2 separate regions of the Sus scrofa genome follow, and region 1 is linked to region 2. Evidence: chromatin contacts called from public HiChIP or PLAC-seq data. All regions are on one chromosome and are shown on one strand. The core of a region is the stretch at or near the end of the contact, and the rest is flanking DNA. Distances in the headings are between cores, read along the strand shown. Region 1 holds the start of RDH5 (11-cis retinol dehydrogenase). Region 2 holds the start of METTL7B (methyltransferase-like protein 7B).

The links. HiChIP or PLAC-seq counts read pairs in DNA pulled down with a chosen protein or histone mark.
Region 1: an H3K27ac HiChIP or PLAC-seq map of skeletal muscle shows a contact between it and region 2. The contact joins the promoter of RDH5 here to the promoter of METTL7B in region 2. A contact is called at or near these places in 2 of 47 Hi-C or Micro-C datasets (fetal heart ventricle and liver) and 1 of 2 datasets of contacts at active chromatin or transcription factors (skeletal muscle).

Annotation. Positions count from the first base shown.
Region 1 is chr5:21,163,764-21,169,637 of Sscrofa11.1, forward strand. It overlaps RDH5 (11-cis retinol dehydrogenase), which reads left to right and starts at 3,106. Exons shown (of 5, transcript XM_003126254.4): 1 at 3,106-3,260; 2 at 4,075-4,402; 3 at 4,543-4,801. The coding sequence starts at 4,093.
Region 2 is chr5:21,121,055-21,127,059 of Sscrofa11.1, forward strand. It overlaps METTL7B (methyltransferase-like protein 7B), which reads left to right and starts at 2,494. Exons shown (of 2, transcript XM_021091775.1): 1 at 2,494-3,464; 2 at 4,799-5,241. The coding sequence starts at 2,967. The coding sequence ends at 5,035. ITGA7 (integrin alpha-7) reads right to left here. Exons shown (of 30, transcript XM_021091233.1): 30 at 5,511-6,005. The coding sequence ends at 5,961.

The sequences.
Region 1 (5,874 bases), core at 1,856-4,355, 43 kb after region 2:
ATTGGCTTTGTTTCTCCTTAGCTCACAGAACTGAGTCCTAGGCTAGAACCCCTGTCAAGATCTTTCCTAGGGTACTATCAGATAGAATTAAATACTCGAACACAAAACTGAAAGCAAAACCAGAATCCTCACCAGCCAAAAGGCAGCCACAGACAAACAGATTCTCCCAAAGTTTCCCCAGACAGACAGGGTCCAAGGGGCCTCGGAGTGCACGTCAGCAGACTTACCCGGGTGCTGGCAGTGGGACGTTCCAGGAGCTACTTTTCTCCTTCCCAAAAAGGTTTCTTTTTTTTTTTTTTTTTTTTTTTTTTTTTTTCCTGTCTTTTGTCTTTTTAGGGCCGCACACGCGGCATATGGAGGTTCCCAGGCTAGGGGTCTAATCGGAGCTATAGCTGCCAGCCTACACCACAGACTGGATCCTTAACCCACTGAGCGAGGCCAGGGATCGAACCCTCAACCTCATGGTTCCTAGTCAGATTCGTTTCTGCTGCGCCACAACAGGAAGTCCCCAAAAAATTTTCTTGAAGTGGGAAATTTGGGTCAGCAGGAGCAGAGGGAAAGGAAGGAGTTCCCCCAAAGCCAGCAGAGCCTTGGCAGCTGCTGGGGTGGTCCTTGCTTTCGGACCACTTTTCCACCCTGGAGTTCCAACTTCCGAGATCTCCAGTGGGGTCTGCTCAGGGCCTGGCCTTGCGGCAGGAACCTCTCAACAACTGGCCTCTGAAAGAGTCCTCCAACCCTCCACTCACTCAAGGGAGATGGGCATGGAAGGAAGCCTCAGGGCATCCAATCAAGCCGAGAGCCCTGCGGGGGCCACCTGCCCACAGGCAGATCCCAGACAAGCCCCTGAAATTTATTGCCAAAACTTGGCCTTGTTCGCCATTGCCCAAGAGAAACTCAGAGACAAAAAAAAAGAAAGAAAGAAAGAGAGAAAGAGAGAGAGAGAGAGAGAAAGAAAGACTCATAGAGTTTTGGCTGGAGAAGAAAAAAATAGCTTTACTGCTTTGCCAGACAAAGGTGGAGGTCACAGCAGGCTAATGCCCCAAAGACTGTGGCGCCCCCCCCCCGAAAAGAATTGTAAGGAGTTTTACAGTAAGAAGGAGAAAAACAGGTTTTCAGATAGTGTTAAAGCAGATACCCAGCAGCCCTGTACTGCAGCGTATCAGCTCTGGCGACTGCCCCATGGCTGTAGTGTACCAGCTCCGGCAGCTTTGTGGCTGTAGTGGATCAGCTCTTTTACCCGGCGAGAAACCAAGCGAGCACTCGGAGAGTTGGAGAACTCAGGTTTATGACACCGGCGGGCTCAGAGGAGATCGGAGATCGCTCTCCAGAGTCTGAGCCCGGAAGAAGGGTTTCACAAGGCTTTTATGGGCTACGTCTTCCAGGTCCAAGCTTGGCTAGTTGGACTGGAGTGACATCAGGCAAGGTAGTCCATGTGGAAATAAATTTACAGAAGCAGATGCATGGGGGAGGACTGGTTGGGGCAGTTGGCTAGACTTTGCTTAGTCATCATGCTGGGGTCTCTCCTTTCTACATTTTATTGGGACATTTTCTCCTACAATAGGAATTAGGATTGGCGGAGTTCCCGTTGTGGCACAGTGGTTAACAAATCCAATTAGGAACCAAGAGGTTGCGGGTTCGATCCCTGGCCTTGCTCAGTGGGTTAACAATCCGTCATTGCCGTGAGCTGTGGTGTAGGTCGCAGACTCGGCTCGGATCCCATGTTGCTGTGGCTCTGGCGTAGGCTGGCAGCTAAGCTCCGATTAGACCCCTAGCCTGGGTACCTCCATATGCCGGGGAAGCGGCCCAAGAAATGGCAAAAAGACAAAAAAAAAAAAAGGATTGGGACAAGTATGCATTTTGCTTTGATTAGGGGATCTTAGTCATCAAAGCCGATGTCAGATCTCAGCATAATCATGATGATGGGCTTCTGGGTTATTGCCTAGAACAACAGTACTTGCAAAAAGGGCACACTGACCAGAGATTACAACAAACTAGGAAATCTTCACATGCTCATAACTTTTAACCCACAGGCAGTTGTGCCAGGGTGTGTAATCTTTAGCTTATGGGTGATTGTGTTTAGTGTGCAATTAAGCCAGGGAGAAGGACAAGAAAAGACTGCAAGCTCTTCCGTTTTTTGTTTTTTTTTGTTTTTGTCTTTTGTCTTTTCGGGGCCACACCAGCGGCATATGGGGGTTCCCAGGCTAGGGGTCCCATCGGAGCTACAGCTGTAGGCCTACACCACAGCCACAGCAACACCGGATCCTTAACCAACTAAGTGAATCCGGGGACCCAACCCACGTCTTCATGGTTGCTGGTCGGATTCGTTAACCACTGAGCCACAACGGGAACTCCTAAGCTGTTCACTTTTAAAGTATTCATTTCTGGGAGTTCCCGTTGTGGTGCAGCGGAAACGAATCTGACTAGGAACCACGAGGTTGCCGTGACTTGTGGTGTAGGTCGCAGACACAGCTCGAATCTGATGCTGCCGTAGCTGTGGTGTAGGCTGGCAGCTATGGCTCCAGTTGGACCCCTAGCCTGGGAACTTCCATGTGCTGCAGGTGCGGCCCTAAAAAGCAAAAAATAAATAAATATTCATTTCTAAAAAAAAGCATAAGGAATATAACTTTTCTTTTACACTTATGGGTATAAGATTGCCCGTATTATTATGTGTATCCCTTGAGAGGGAACAAGGATGCTGCCCCAAGGCTGTACTGTTGTTTCTTGGCTCTTCTCCTTGTCTCTGCAACCCCTTCTTTCCCTGATTAGCAACGGTCGGAACCTGTCCCTAGGATCTCGGGGAAGATCATGGAGGCTCAAGGAAGCCCATTTCCTAAGAACAGAAATGGACACAGAAAGGCTTTTGTGCCCAGGAGCCCCGCAGGGACTCAGTCCCCAGCAGAGAGGGGCTGCTGCCCTCCTGGACAGATCCCTTCTCTTGAGAATCCATGATAAAGGCAGTCGTTAACCCGCTTCCCCCACAAGAAAAGACAACTAAGGAGGGGGCCCGGGCGCTCCTGGTTTGTGCCAAGCCCTGGCTGCAACCCTCAGCCTCTGGTCTTCCCTGGCTCCTCCCCCTGGCCCCTCCCCCACCCTCACCCCACAAGCACTTAATACTTCTGGCACCCAGTTCACCACCTCCCAGAGACTTTAGCCTTGGCTGTAGCTCGTGTGGGGCCCTGGGAAGACTGGGAGCAAAGTTTCTCAAGCGAAGCAAAAGAAGCTTCAGGGGTTGTAGTAGCTGCTCGCCTTCCGCCGAGGAGGTAAGCAGGGTATGGGGAGCTGGGGGGCAATGAGAAGTCGATATTCATGTATTGATAATTCAAAGCCTAAAGCTTTTCACGTGCTGCCTCCCTCTCTATCCCTTTGATCCTGCACCAACTCCCAGGTGGGCGTGCTGGGTTGTTAGCCCCCTTGGTAGATGAGAAAACAGGTTCAAATAGAGCTCGGATGGTGCCTCAGTGGTAACGAACCCAACTAGTATCCATGAGGGTGTGGGTTCGATCCCTGGCCTGGCTCTGTGGGTTAAGGATCGGGCATTGCCATGAGCTGTGGTGTCGCTTGGACTTGGCTCGGATCCCGCGTTCCTGTGGCCGTGGTGTTGGCCGGCGGCTGCAGCTCTGATTCAACCCCTAGCCTGGGAACTTCCATATGCTACTGGTGCAGCCCTAAAAAGACAAAAGGAAATAAAAGAAGAAAGAAAACAGGTTCAGAGACACAGTTCATAGCTGCGCAGCCTCACACAGTAAGTTTGGACCCACTGGGACTAAAATGCAGCTGCCCCGTATATGTTTCCAAAAACAAGTCCCAGCCAGTTTAGCAGGAGGTAAGAGGTGACAGAAAACAAGATCCCTCTGTGCTCACAGGACCAGGCTCACTTGGTTTTATTTAAGTTACCCACAGGGTCTGCCTGATGAGCCTCATTCCTTAGATGCGCCATAGCCTGCCAGTTATCGGCCAGACTCGCCATCTGCCCAAACCAGGGACTTCCAGCCAGGGAGGACATGGAGGGCGAGAGCTGGAGGGCCAGATTAATCTGGACAAGGCTTCCTGCCCAGCCTCGGCTGCCACCTGCAGGTCGCCTGGGCTCCAGCTATGTGGCTGCCTCTGCTGCTGGGAGTCTTGCTCTGGGCACTGCTATGGTTGCTCAGGGACCGGCAGAGCCTGCCCACCAGCGATGCTTTTGTCTTTATCACCGGCTGCGACTCGGGCTTCGGACGGCTTTTGGCACTGAGGCTGGACCAGAGAGGCTTCCGAGTCCTGGCCAGCTGCCTGACCCCCTCTGGAGCCGAAGACCTACAGCGTGTGGCTTCCTCCCGCCTCCACACCACCCTGCTGGATGTCACTGATCCCCAAAGCATCCAGCGGGCAGCCAAGTGGGTGGAAACACATGTTGGGGAAGCAGGTGTGTATGGCCAGGACCCCTGGGAATGGAGGTATGGGGTGTGGGAAGCTCTCAGGGGGAGGAAGAGGCTCAGACCTTGCCAGAGGGGCCGCTGGAATGCCTGCCCTGCGCAGCCACGTGCTTGCCTCATCTCCCCGCAGGGCTTTTTGGTCTGGTGAATAATGCCGGCGTGGCTGGCATTATCGGGCCCACCCCTTGGCAGACACGGGAGGATTTCCAGCAGGTGCTGAATGTGAACACGCTGGGTCCCATCGGGGTCACCCTTGCCCTGCTGCCCCTGCTGCGGCAGGCCCGGGGCCGGGTAGTCAACGTCAGCAGTGTCCTGGGTCGCCTGGCAGCCAATGGAGGAGGCTACTGCGTCTCCAAGTTTGGCGTGGAGGCCTTCTCTGACAGCCTGAGGTGAGGGGAGCAGGGCCCCAGCTCCCACCCAAAAAACTAGCATCTGCCCTGCAGAGCTGATGAAAACACTGCGTGGGGCCATAGCTAAGAAACCGTTTAAGGAGTGCCGGATGTGGCTTCGCGGATTACAAACCCGACTAGCATCCGCGAGGACTCAGGTGCGATCCCTGGCCTTGCTCAGTGGGTTAAGGATCCAGTGTTCCCATGAGCTGTGATGCATGCTGGCGGCTATGGCTCTGATTCGGCCTGGGAACTTCCATGTGCTACAGGTGCAGCCCGAAAAAGAGAGCATTTAGGTCTCAGCTTCATAGGTTCAAATCCCAGCCTCTTATCATGTGAGCTTGGTAACCTCAATCAGTTACTTCTGACTAAGCAGGAGGTAAGAGGTGACAGAAAACAAGTCTGCGGCGGGTGGTGGACTGGGTGCCAAAAGCATTAAGTGCTTGTGGGAGGAGGGGGAGGAGAGCCAGGGAAGACCAGAGGCTGAGGGTTGAAGCCAGGGCTTGGCACAAACCAGGAGCGCCCAGGCCCCCTCCTTAGCTGTTTCTTCCCCAGTTTCTTCCTCCTCTGTTAAATTGGGATGAGACCTGCCCCATGATATGAGTGAAATGAGGAACACGGAGGCCCCCCAACATTGCCCGACGTGTAGAAAATGCCCCCCAAAGCCTGCTGTCATTGATGTTGTTATTAATAATAACAACGACTACATATGATGAGATAATACATTTGCATAACACAATCTCATTTCATTCTCCCCAAAATCCTGTGAGGGTAAGTGGTGATACCCCAAGGCTCACATAACTTACCCAAGACAGCACAGTGGTTAGCGGGAATGCTGCCACATACACCCAGGTCTGTGTACCCACAGAGACTGGATGAGGGTGATGTGGGAACGGGGCCAAGATTTGGAACAGAAATTTGAGTCCCCCAAGCCACACCTTCGTCAACGTCCCTCAGCGAATAACGTCAAAATCCACTTTCGTCCCTATAGTAAGACTTGTGCCATCTGTGCCAGGTATCCCCACCTTCCTCCAGGGAATACCGGTCTACACCCTCCCTGTCCAGCCCTTGGG
Region 2 (6,005 bases), core at 1,244-3,743:
GAGTTCCCGTCATGGCACAGTGGTTAACGAATCCGACTAGGAACCATGAGGTTGCAGGTTCGATCCCTGGCCTTGCTCAGTGGGTTAACGATCCAGCGTTGCTGTGAGCTGTGGTGTAGGTTGCAGACGCGGCTCGGATCCTGCGTTGCTGTGGCTCTGGCGTAGGCCGGTGGCTACAGCTCCGATTCAACCCCTAACCTGGGAACCTCCATATGCCGTGGGAGCGGCCCCAAAGAAATAGCAAAAAGGCAAAAAATAAAATAAAATAAAATAAAGAAAGGAATTTAGTATCCATACCACTATTTAACATTGGTCTGAGGACATTTCATTTTAAAGCAAGTAAGTAAGAGAAAGAAATAAAAGATAAAGTTGGAAAAGAAGTAAAATTATTATTATTTGCACAGATCATTTGATGCCCAGAAAGTCCAAATAAATAGAAACCATTATTATAAACAATGAGAGAATTTAGTAAATTGACTAAAAATAAAATCAATATATAGAAATCAAAAATGACAGACCTCAGTCAGTGGGTTAAGGATCCAGCGTTGCCAAGGGCTATAGTGTAGGTTGCAGAAGCGACTTGGATCTGGAGTTGCTGTGGCTGTGGTATAGACCAGCAGCTGCAGCTCCAATTTGACCCCTAGCCTGGAACTTCATATGCCGCAGGTGCGGCCCTGAAAAAAAAATTATTATTATTATTATCCAGAGAAGATGTATGAATGTGGCCAATAGCCATGAAAGGACACTTGACATCACTAATCATTAGGGAAATGCAAATGAAAACGATGATGAGATACCACCTGAAATCCATTAGAATGGCTACCAACAACAAAAAAAAAATCAGCAAACAAGTGTTGGCAAATATGGGGTGTGCTGTTGGTGGGAATATAAAAATAGTATAGCTCCTGTGGAAAACAGTATGGTGGTTTCCCCAAAAAAATCAAAAATAGAACTAATCATATGATCCAGCAACTCCACTTCTGGACATATGCCCTTTAAAGTCATTGAAAGCAGGTCTCAGAGAAATACTTGTTCATAGCAGCATTATTGACAGTAGCTAAAATGTGGAAGAAGCCCAGGTATCCACTAATAGATGAATGGATAAGCGAAATGTGATATACACATAAAATGAAATATTATTCTGCCTTAAAAAGGAAAGAATTCTTCCATATGCTGCAACATGGATAAGCTTGAGGGTGTTATGCTAAGTGAAATAAGCCAGTCATAAGAAGATAAACACTGTATGACTTTGCTTACACCAGGTACTTAGAGCAGTCACATAGACAGAATCACAAAGACAGAAAGTGTAAACGTGGTTGCCAGAGGCTGGGAGGAGGCGAGAATGGAAAGTTACGGTCTAATGGATATAGAGCTTTGATTTTACAAGATAAAAAGAGTTATGAGAACAGATGGGGGTGATGGTGGAGAATATATTGAATACCACTGAATTGTTCACTTAAAATGGTGAAGATAGGGAGTTCCCGTCGTGGCTCAGTGGTTAACAAATCCGACTAGGAATCATGATGTTGTGGGTTCGATCCCTGGCCTCGCTCAGTGGGTTAAGGATCCAGCATTGCTGTGAGCTGTGGTGTAGGTCGCAGACGTGGCTCGGATCCTGCGTTGCTGTGGCTGTGGTGTAGGCTGGCAGCAACAGCTCTGATTCAACCCCTAGCCTGGGAACCCCTATATGCCGCAGGAGCGCCCCCAGAAAAAGCAAAAAGAAAAAAAAATTGAAATGGTGAAGATGATAAGTTTTATGTTACGCATATTTTACAACAACCAAAAAAAGAGAGAAAAAAATTAAAGGACACTGCCAGAACAAAAGAATAGTTACACATTTTAAATAAATGACTAGCCATTCCATACACAGGTAATTTACACATGGAAAACACAAACTTATGTCCAAAGTCGTGCACATAGATGTTCATGGCAACTAATAATAGACAAAAAATGGACACAACCCAAATGTCCACCCACAGCTAAATGGATAAATAATTTGTGGCATACCCATAACATGGATACTGCTCAACAATAAAATGAATGCCAATTGTTGATTTGCTCCTCCCTAAATGAAACTTCCTTCAGCCACCATGCCTTGGGCACCATACAAGAGGGAAATTACAAGTCTGAAATCTCATGGGGAGCATTTTCCAGGGCCACTGATGGCCTCTAGGGGAGGCCGAGTTTGAACAAAATCCCTGCTTGTTACAAGTGCTCTGTCCAAGTCCACTGCCTCTGTTCTGCCGGCCGAACCCACAGATGTATCTGCCCTGGCCAGTGAAGGGGCTTAGAAAAAAAGTCTGGGGACAAGGCCTGAGTCAGGCAGGGATGACCTATTTCAGGAAAGTGTCTCCTACACTATGTGCTGTCACTGTAGGAGTGGCCCCTGTGCCACTGACCAACAGAGAAGTTTGGTGACACCCCCCCCCGGTGCCCCCCTCCCTCAGTTAAGACACATTCTTCTCTGAATTTGGCTACTATCTGAGGCAGAGGCATTTCACACTTTACAATGTCCTGTGGGTATTGCCAGGGGCACCCAATCAGAATGTCCAGCTTGCATCAACCCAGCCGAACCTGAGGAGAGAATGAGGCCAGGACACGCTGCGTGAGGCAGCTCTGCCTGAGCATCTGGCACCCATGAAGCTGTGATCTGAGACATCCCTCTGAGATGATCGGCCGCATACCATCCTCTTCAACTGGGCAGAGCGCCCCAGAACTCAGGACACACTGGCACCACCTGTTCCTTAGCCCCACATGAATAGTGTTGAAGAGCTTGTGGGGCTTTGGGACCTGCGCCCTCTGGCAAGATTTCACACATCCACTCCACCCGGGCAAAGAGGAAACTGCCAAGTAGGAGACAGGGAGCAAAGTCCTATTGCAGGGTGAAGGGGACAAGCCTGCAGCGGCTGGGCAGAGAAAAAGCCAGTCCCCCAAGGGAAGCACTGCTCTCTCGGAGCCAGGCCACCATGGACGCCCTGGTCCGACTCCTGCAGCTGCTGGTGCTGCTCCTGACCCTGCCCCTGCACCTCATGGCTCTGCTGGGCCTCTGGGAGCCCCTGTGCAAGAGCTATTTCCCCTACGTGATGGATGTGCTGACGGCCAAGAACAACCGCAAGATAGAGAGCAAGAAGCGGGAGCTCTTCAGCCAGATAAAGGGGCTGGCCGGAGCCTCGGGAAAGGTGGCCCTGCTGGAGCTGGGCTCCGGCACTGGCGCCAACTTCCAGTTCTACCCAGCAGGCTGCCGGATCACCTGCCTGGACCCGAACCCCCACTTTCAGACGTTCCTGACAAAGAGTATGGCCGAGAATAGACATCTCGAATACGAACGGTTCGTGGTGGCTTTTGGAGAGGACATGAAAGAGCTGGCCGATGGCTCCATGGATGTGGTGGTCAGCACCTTGGTACTGTGCTCAGTGCAGAGCCCGAAGAGGGTCCTGCAGGAGGTTCAGAGAGTGCTGAGGCCGGTGAGCAGGATGGGAAGGATACAGGCTTGGGGTGGGCCAACAGAGCACTGCCCCCCCGCCAGGGCGTGGGGCACCCAGGATGGGGCATCTCACGTATCAGTGCATTGGACACACACCTACCCACCCACCGCCACCTGCTGGTGAACAGGAAATATGACCAGGGCCTGGATGGGGCAGAACAGGGTGCTGTGGAAGCACACAAGAGAGCCACCTAACAGTCGGGGAAGCAGGGTGAAGGACACTTAAGGGTGGGGTGTTTACTTTGGGATCTGGGGAGTTCCCGTTGTGGCTCAGTGGGTTAAGAACCTGACTGGTATCCACGAGGATGCAGGTTCAATCCCTGGCCTCGCTCAGTGGGTTAAAGGATCTGGCATTGCCGCAAGCTGTGGTATAGGTCTCAGATGCAGCTGGGATCTGGCTTTGCTGTGGCTGTGGTGTAGGCCAGGGCTACGGCTCCAATTGGACCCCTGGGTAACCTCCCTATGCAGTGAGTGTAACCCTAAGAAGACAATAAATAAATAAATAGGGAATCTGAGGGATTAAGCAGGGGGTGGAGAGATTGGGGAAAAGAATGTTCTACGTGGAGATAATTAGGGGAAGTAGAATCCATAAGATTTGGAACTGGGTGTGGAGAGAAAGGAGTTTAGGATGATGTCCAGGTTTCTGGCACCAGCAACTGGTGGAGGGAGGGAGGGAGGGAGGGTAGAGGGAAGTGCTATTTGCAAGACAGGAGCAACATGTTTGGACTTTTTAGGTGGGAGGTGCCATGGAGACAGGCAGAGAAAATGCAGAGGCAGTTACAAGTCCAGATCTGGAAACTGGAAAAAGATGTAGCCTGGAGATTTCAATTTGGAAGTCACCACTTTGTAGCTGATACATTCTAAGCATAGAGCTGCATGAGATCACCTAGAGAGGGTTCAGAGAGGCAGGAAGAGCTGGAGGAAGCCTACCTTAATCAGGAGCCCAGTGCGGGGCGCCCCTGGGCTGTTGCGATGTCCAGGACATGTGCGTCCAGGTCTCAGGAGAGGGCTCGGGGGAGCCTCTCTGTATCCTGGTTCTCTACCGCCCCATCTGTCTGCCCTCCACTCTGCTGGCCTTCTGGCCATCCTTTAAAGATCTCTCACCAGTCATCCCCACTCAGTCCCAGGAGGCCGCTCACCCTCACTTTGAATGGGGCTGGTAGGAGACAGGAGATGCAGGAAAAGTCACAGAGCAGGACGATTTGCCCTCTCCACTCGAAGACTGGCACCTCCCACTTGGCCAACAGGTTTTGGCCAGGCTGGGTTGGAGGGAGGTTATGGAGCAGGTAAAGGACCCTATCTCTTCTCTCCCAGGGAGGACTGTTCTTCTTCTGGGAGCACATGGCTGAGCCACAGGGAAGCTGGGCCCTCCTGTGGCAGCAGGTGTTAGAGCCCACCTGGAAACATATTGCGGATGGCTGCTGCCTCACCAGAGAGACCCGGAAAGACCTGGAAAGTGCCAAGTTCTCTGAACTCCAAATGGAACAGCATCCCCCTCTCTTGAAGTGGTTACCTGTGGGGCCCCATATCATGGGAAAGGCAGTGAAATAAGCCCCACCCACCTACCAAGTCTCCCAGCTACTGAGAGGGATCCAGGCAGAGAAAAGCCATCCCCCCACCACCCCCATCCTTCCTTCTCCCACCTCCCCCAGGGGGAACCTCTAACTTCAACCTTTCCTTCCGCAGTGAAAAAGCCCTATTTCTTTCCTGACCACAGGGAGAACACCATTAAACCCTGTTGTATACTTACCTGCCAATTCCTGGACTGTGTCTCCCAAGTTTGGCCCACCCACCCCTGGGACAGCTTCTGGCCCTCTTCTCTGTGTTCCCTGTCCCCTCCTCCTGAGACCACACTCACATGCCTCAAGGACCTGGTCACAGAAGTCACTACCCCTGTATCCCTGCCCAGCCCCCAGTCCCCCGTCCCACCACCACCTCTGTCCCGAGCAGTGGGGATGCAGAGGGAACCGGTCCTCTCCGGAGACCCCCGGTGAGAGGGAGCAGGACTCAGCAAAGGAGCCAGAGGTTTTGTCCTCAAATATCTGTTTTAATAAATAGACAAAATCCACTAGACCGATGCAGCAAACTAAGGTCAGAGGAGAGGGGATGCTAGGAAGGGAAGAGCCCCTGAGTCAGCGACATAACCTCCTCCCCGCTCTCTGGGCTTAAGGCACTTTCAGGGAGACAGGTCCTTGGGGTCCCGTCCCACAGGGTGAATGGGAGAGGGAGGGACACCGTTGCCTCAGGATATTGCTGCCCTTCTCCCCCTCCCCGACGACTCATCCTTGATCTATCCCCGCATCTCACAGCATCCTAAGGGGAGGTGTGGGGGTGGTCCTCATGGGGAGAAGGTGCCCCTGAGGAAACAGATGGTACCAAACCCTGATGGGACACCAGCTACCGGGTCTACCCTCTTCATCCCCATCCCTGGGGAAGGGGTGCATGGGCCCCACGGGCCAGGCTGGGACCAAGGAAGCTAGGCAGTGCCTGGCACAGGATGCCCATCGGAGCCCAGCTCGGG